Linked DNA regions of Mus musculus: region 2 is linked to region 1. The links are chromatin contacts, called in public promoter capture Hi-C maps. All regions are on one chromosome and are shown on one strand. Each heading gives the region's core, a stretch centred on a gene start, on an enhancer-like site or on the middle of the called end of the contact. The rest is flanking DNA. Distances are from core to core; before and after follow the strand shown.

The links. Promoter capture Hi-C pulls out the DNA fragments that hold promoters and counts their contacts.
Region 2: a promoter capture Hi-C map of epiblast stem cells shows a contact between it and region 1, with 2.3 times the contacts expected there. The contact joins the promoter of Dpagt1 here to the enhancer-like site in region 1. A contact is called at or near these places in 5 of 39 promoter capture datasets (the C10 cell line, the HPC-7 cell line, the SN4741 cell line and 2 more), 5 of 115 datasets of contacts at active chromatin or transcription factors (the SCID.adh cell line, bone marrow-derived macrophages, embryonic stem cells and 1 more) and 3 of 9 other capture datasets (adipose tissue, liver and pancreatic islet).

The regions. Positions count from the first base shown.
Region 1 is chr9:44,198,071-44,201,443 of GRCm38.p6, forward strand. Cbl (Casitas B-lineage lymphoma) reads right to left here. Exons shown (of 16, transcript NM_007619.2): 2 at 2,890-3,137. Among named protein-coding and RNA genes, the nearest start is that of Cbl, 34 kb to the right of the region's middle. Within about 2 kb of position 1,676, at least 16 of the 459 cell types and tissues checked have an H3K27ac peak or open chromatin away from gene starts, as enhancers often do.
Region 2 is chr9:44,325,305-44,328,677 of GRCm38.p6, forward strand. Dpagt1 (dolichyl-phosphate (UDP-N-acetylglucosamine) acetylglucosaminephosphotransferase 1 (GlcNAc-1-P transferase)) reads left to right here and starts at 1,511. Exons shown (of 9, transcript NM_007875.3): 1 at 1,511-1,901; 2 at 2,248-2,368; 3 at 2,649-2,862. The coding sequence starts at 1,735.

The DNA.
Region 1 (3,373 bases), core at 426-2,925:
CAGAGGCGAGTGCACATCCTCTTCTGGCCATTGTGGGCAATGCATACCTATAGTACACGCAGGCAAAACACTCATACACAGAATAGATGAAAACAAAACCAAAGAAGTCTGTAGCAGTCAAAACATAAACCAGAGGCCCATGACTCATATTTTGGAATTGAGACAGGAATGAATAGAAACAGTAAAGGTACTCACTTACAAAAGTTGTTCAATTTGGATAAGAACAATTAATATACTTTTGTTATATAGTATACATTTATATTTAGTCATTGCAAATGCATATGAAACTACTTATTTTAGCCATGTCAAATTATATGCTTCATGTAGAGTTGTGTATTAATGATATACAACCCAATATAATAATCTATGTTGACTCTATAATAAAATCCATAATTAAGACAATAAAAGCTGGGGTTGAGGATGTGGCTCCTTGGTAGGCAGGGTGCATGCACTGAGCCCTTGGCTGGATCCCCAGCACCACATGGACATGGTGTGAGGCTGCATGCCTGTGACTCCAGAACTCAGGAGGCGGAGACAGAAGGATCAGAGATGGTCAAGTCATTCTCCACTCTGTGGTGAATTCAAGGCTTGCCTGGGATACATGAGAACCTTCTCCAAAAATGTAGAAGAAAGAACTCTCAACAACCCACAATGAAAACATTATTATTTCATCCACTGGATGAGGAAATAGAAATAACATAGCTAAAAAAGTGGCTAAGAAAAGATTAAAAACCTACAAATTGGCTTTAGAGTTTAACTACTTAGTCACTATACTATACTGGCTCTCAGTCATTGTGGTGATTTGAGAGAAAATGGCCCCCATAGGCTCACAGGGAGTGGCACTATTAAGAGGTGTGGCCTTGTCAGAGTGGGTGTAGCTTTGTTGGAGGAAGAGAGTCACTAGGGGGGGTGGGCTTTGAATTCTCAAATGCTCAAGTCAGGCCAGTGCAGCATTTACATTCAGCCTGACAACCTGAATGGAGAACTCTCAGCTCCTTCTCTTGCACCATGCTGCCTGCATGCTGCCATGCTTCCCACCACAACAGTAATGGACTAAACCTCTGAACCTGTAAGCCAGCCCCAATTAAATATTTTCCTACATAAAATATATGCTGTGGTCATGATGTCTCTGCACAGCAATGAAACTCTAAGACAGTTATTAAAGTAAGCATACCAAGCACTGTTCAGTATGCTCTAAGAAGAAAGGAAAATGCAGCTTCCATTTCATTATAAAAAATGCTCTCAGGGCTGCCAGGTTGGCTCAGTGGGTAACGAAAGAGTTTGCCACGAAGCTTCATGGCTTGCTGCCTAGTTGTTGACCTGAGTTTAATCCTGGGAATCTACCTGGGGGAAGGAGAGAACCAACCCCAGCAATGTTCTCCAATCTACACACAGACACACTACACCATGCATGCTTATATGTGCACCTGCACGTACACATAAAAATAAATGCATTTTAAAAAATTTAAACATACTTAAATGGCTACAGTGGCATGCATATATTTTCAGTTGCTTGGGGAAGGGAAAAAACAATAGAGCAAGAGCCCAACTAAGTCCCAATATATATATAATTAAGTGCCCTTTTTTGTAAAAGTAGGAACTGTTGTAGGGACTGATTTATATCTAAGAGACAGTCTAGAGTTAAAGCAATCCTTACACTCTGACTCCCTTGTACTTCCCCTCATCCAACTCCTGTAACTCCAGCCAAACCAGACTTCCCACATTCTTTGAACACACAGTCAGCAGCAGGTTCTTTCTAGCATGTTAAAGGCTGACTTCTCTGCCTACATCAGTGGTTCTCAACTTCCTAATGCTGTGACCCTTTAATATAGTTTCTCATGTTGTGGTAACCCCCAAGTATAAAATTATTTCATTGCTGTAAAAAATGAATTGCAAATAAAATTAAATTAAAAAATTATTTCATTGCTACTCAGTAGCTATAATTTTGCTACTGTTGTGAGTCCTAATGTAAATATCTGATATGCAGGATATCTGACATACAACTATTCCTACTTATCCTTCAAAATCTAGTTCAGATTAACATTTCCTGTCTCACTTCTGATGCCATCCAATAGGCAAAACTACATTACATATCTCTATTAAATCCTTGACATATTACACCATATTTCACCTGGACAGAACCCACGAGCTAGTTAATTCTTTCCTGGTAGGTGTTTACACAGGCAAGCTAGTAACAGGCCAAGTAATCTAACTGTATTTGATGATAGGGCAGCTACGGAGCATGTGTGAAGCCCTGGGTCCATCCCCAACAGCAAGGGAGGGAAGGCATGGTGGGTGTGCCTCTATAGAGTATCAGTTCAATTTGCTTTATTTAAGGAACAGCTCAGCAGGTAAAGATATTTGCTGCCAAGGCTGCTGATCTGAGTTCAAGACTCAAAACCCACATGGTGGAGAGAAAGAATCCTTACCCATATATTATACACACACACACACACACACACACACACACACACACACACACACACACCATACACTTAAAAACAAAAAGGAATCAAGCACTGGCTTTTTCTACTCTTATCTAACACTTGTGATTTATCAAGCTGCTGCGGCTTCTGCAGAGATTTGATCTTTTCTCCTCAACCTCAGCTTAGCCTCTTTCAAATGCTCATCTACCCACAAACGTCGGTTATCTTTAGGGATTTCATGGTCTACTGCCTGCAACCTTTCTCAGGAGTGTAAATCACTCTTTCTTTCACAGATAAATCTACCTGACCCAATGATGGTCAACTGCTTACCAAGACCCTTTCTATCAAATGTGAGCTTTCTATTCCCATTAAAATAAAATTCAAAGCAGCTCAACTATTGCTAGCAATCCCATTCTGACAGCCACAGACCTGAGTTAATATTTGTGTAGTATGTCTCCATTACCTAGGCTGGGAATTCTCCTCATACATCCTTTCTTTTCCCTCCTTGAAGAGGCTGATAGTCTGCTTAGTTTTCTTCATCAAATTTTCCATGAACACCCTGAAATACTCATTTTCTCCAAGCGTCTCCATCTTCCCCTCATATCTTGACAAGACAGTGCGGAGGTGCTGGTAGGTGTCAGGCAGCAGGTCTAAGATATAAGGCGGGCTGTTCTTGAGCGCCAGCTTTGGGTTTTGACACAACCGCACCACCTGCAACAAAGGGAAAAGAAAAACTGTTACTCAGAATCTTAAGGACAACTTTCCTGTTATGAGCTATAAAATATGTGCTGTCTGCATAAATATGAAAGATACATGAGGCTAAGAAATGAGCTGTAACCCAATGCCATAGGCAATTATTCTGTGCTAATGGTCCTCCTACAAAGATAGGTGCTTCCTGAATTACTTAAGTTACATGTATGTGTGTGCATGGGTTGGAACTTGTGCAT
Region 2 (3,373 bases), core at 261-2,760, 130 kb after region 1:
TTTGGGACATAGATGGGGCTTTTAATGTTAATAAGAGCCATCTCCAAGTTGAATGGACATTGAATACCTGACTTTCAGAAAAAGGAACCTAAGAAGTTCTTCTTCTTCTTCTTCTTTTTTTTTTTTTTTTTTTTTTTTTTTTTGGTTTTTCGAGACAGGGTTTCTCTGTGTAGCCCTGGCTGTCCTGGAACTCACTCTGTAGACCAGGCTGGCCTTGAACTCAGAAATCCACCTGCCTCTGCCTCCCAAGTGCTGGGATTAAAGGCGTGGGCCACCACCACCCGGCTTTTTTTTTTTTTTTTTTAGATTTATTATATGTAAGTACACTGTAGCTGTCTTCAGACACACCAGAGGAGGGCGTCAGATCTCATTACGGATGGTTGTGAGCCACCATGTGGTTGCTGGGATTTGAACTCAGGACCTTCGGAAGAGCAGACTTAACCACTGAGCCTACTCTCCAGCCCTTAAGAAATTCTTTGACCTAAGTAGTGTCAACTTCACCCTGATTCTAGGAGTATGCTGTAATTCAAAAGGGGATGGACAAAACGCCATGTTATTGTCAACTCCCTAACTCTCTGTGGTGGATTCCTCTCTGAGGAAAACATTTGCCACCTAAGGGATCAATATTCCAGTGAACTGCTGTACTACTAGCGTGTACAGGTGTCAAAAGGCAAGTAAGTGACTGGGAGGAAGAAACTTGACTGGGAGGAAACCCACAAGCTCACTGGAGGTATGGACAAGCTCTCCTGCCTCGTTAGTTATTTGCAATGCGTCGGTTTCTGTCTATTTGGAAAGCGTTGGCACAGTGCTGTGATCCAACATCAAGTTTTAATCCCTGCTTTAATCGAAGACCTGAAAGCTCAAACAGTTTCCTCCTGGCGAAATGCAGCGGTAGGTTGCCCAGCAACAAACTGCTATAGTGGAGGCAGAAGGTGGGTGGGTTGTGGGAAAAGTACCTGGATCATGAACAAGAAAAAGGGCGGGAGGGGCTTTTCGAGTGTCTGAGCTTCCCAGGTTTTAAAAACCCTCCAGATTGTTCCTGAGTTTCTGGAACCAGTGTTTACGTCGGCAACAGTTTTCCTGCAAAGAGCGGGTGTGCTTCCACACTCTCATTCTTCCTGACCACGGCCAGCTCTCAGTAGCCATATTTCCAGCCCCAGGGCATCCCAGACTAAGCTCAGGCTGCTAGCCCTTTAAACCCGACCTGCGAGGGAGACGACGTGGAACCACAGAACTAGCGGTGTCAGCCACGTGGTACGAGGAAGCGTTCATGTTGGAACTGGGCAAAGCCTATTTCCACTCTGAGCTGCACAATATGATTGTTTCGAGAGTATCCACGTTCTTGTATTTTCTTCAGTTGAGTTTTCAAAAACGCTAATGGTACCACTCCTTTAGAACTAAAGCTTTGTTTAAAATAACACTACCGGTCCGGCTACAGTGCCCGTTTTAAAAATGGTGCTTCGGTCTTCAGCAGCGATAGTTCTTTCGCAATTAAGATCCGGGTGGAAACAATGGGTAGGTGCAGCGGGGCAGAGCCGAGGTTGCTTCCTAAGAGCTTCTTGCTGGTCAGGAGGGAGGGTCAGGTCCTAGCGTCCTAGCTGGGTTTTGTTCCCGCTGGCGCCGGAATCCTCTGCGGGTTGGGAGCCGCACTGCCGGCTGCCGAGGCCACGGGATTGTTCCTGGCTTACCAGTTAGCTGAGTAGGCGGCGGGGCGGCGGCCACCGGAGGGTCACCATGTGGGCCTTCCCGGAGTTGCCCCTGCCGCTGCCGCTGCTGGTGAATTTGATCGGCTCGCTGTTGGGATTCGTGGCTACAGTCACCCTCATCCCTGCCTTCCGTAGCCACTTTATCGCCGCGCGCCTCTGTGGCCAGGACCTCAACAAGCTCAGCCAGCAGCAGATGTGAGTAACCGCACGCGAGTGTCCTGGGTTGGGGGGGGGGGGGGCAGGATTGTGCAGAACAGGGGCAAGGACTGAGATGCTTGGCTTTGCACTAGCCGGAAAGCTAACCTAGGCACCCAGAACTCTGGGAGGTCATTAAAGTTGTCTATCCTTGGGAAGGACGGAATGGAACTGTTGGGTGTCAGGAGTTGTAGAGGGGTAGGTATCCTTTGCCCTGTGCACGCTCTCCCTACTCCCCAACAAACAAAATCCTGAGAAGGCCACTTTGGTTTACTGGGACCCCTACTATTGTGAGTGACCACGCCCCTTTCTTCTTCCTCCTCCACCCTTTCCCGCTGGGCCGCAGCCCAGAGTCCCAGGGAGTGATCAGCGGTGCTGTTTTCCTTATCATCCTCTTCTGCTTCATCCCTTTCCCCTTCCTGAACTGCTTCGTGGAGGAGCAGTGTAAGGCATTCCCCCACCATGAAGTAAGTGCACCAGTGGGGAAGTTATTAGCGGGCTGGCTGGGGCCGGGCACTTGAGTTGGGGTTATTTGGATTTGGGAAAAGGATGCTTGTGGCCACAACCATAGAGACAGGAATTCTTGGACTGGTGATATAGCTCGGTGGTAGAGCGCTTTCTCAGTATGTGAGTATGTGCAAGGACCCGGCGTTCAATCACCAACTCCGAAAAAAAAAATGGAAAAGACAGGAATTCTTGACAGAGTAGAAGTAGGTGTGAGTCATTACGTGCCCACTTCTCCCCCAGTTTGTGGCCCTAATAGGTGCCCTCCTTGCCATCTGCTGCATGATCTTCCTGGGGTTTGCTGATGATGTCCTCAATCTCCGCTGGCGCCACAAGCTGCTGCTGCCCACAGCTGCCTCACTACCTCTCCTCATGGTCTACTTCACAAACTTTGGCAATACAACCATCGTGGTGCCCAAGCCCTTCCGCTGGATTCTGGGCCTGCATTTGGACTTGGGTGAGTAACCTTGCCACTACTGCCCCTGTGGCACCTACTTTCTGGTACCCTTGCCTCTGAGGTCCCAATAGAGGACCCCTCCTGGTGGTCCATATCCCCATCAACCATTTCTTTTCTGTCCTTGTATCTACTTTCTCTCTTTTCCCTCCTTCTTCCCTATCTCTTATTTCCTTCCTGTTTCAAGGAAGTCATGCTTGCACTAAGACTTATTATCAAAGCTTTTCCTGTCTCTGTTTTGTATTTAAAACAAAAACAAAAACAAAAAAACAAAACAGGGTCATAGGGCTGATGAGATGGCTTAGCGGGTAAGAGCACTGACTGCTCTTCCGAAGGTTTGGAGTTCAAATCCCAGCAATCACATGGTGGCTCACAACCACCTGTAATGAGATCTGACACCATCTTCTGGTGTGTCTGAAGACAGCTACAGTGTACTTATCTTTGGGCCATAGCAAGCAGGGACTGAGGGAACAGGGTTGACCTGAGAGAGCAGAGGTCCTAAGTTCAATTCCCA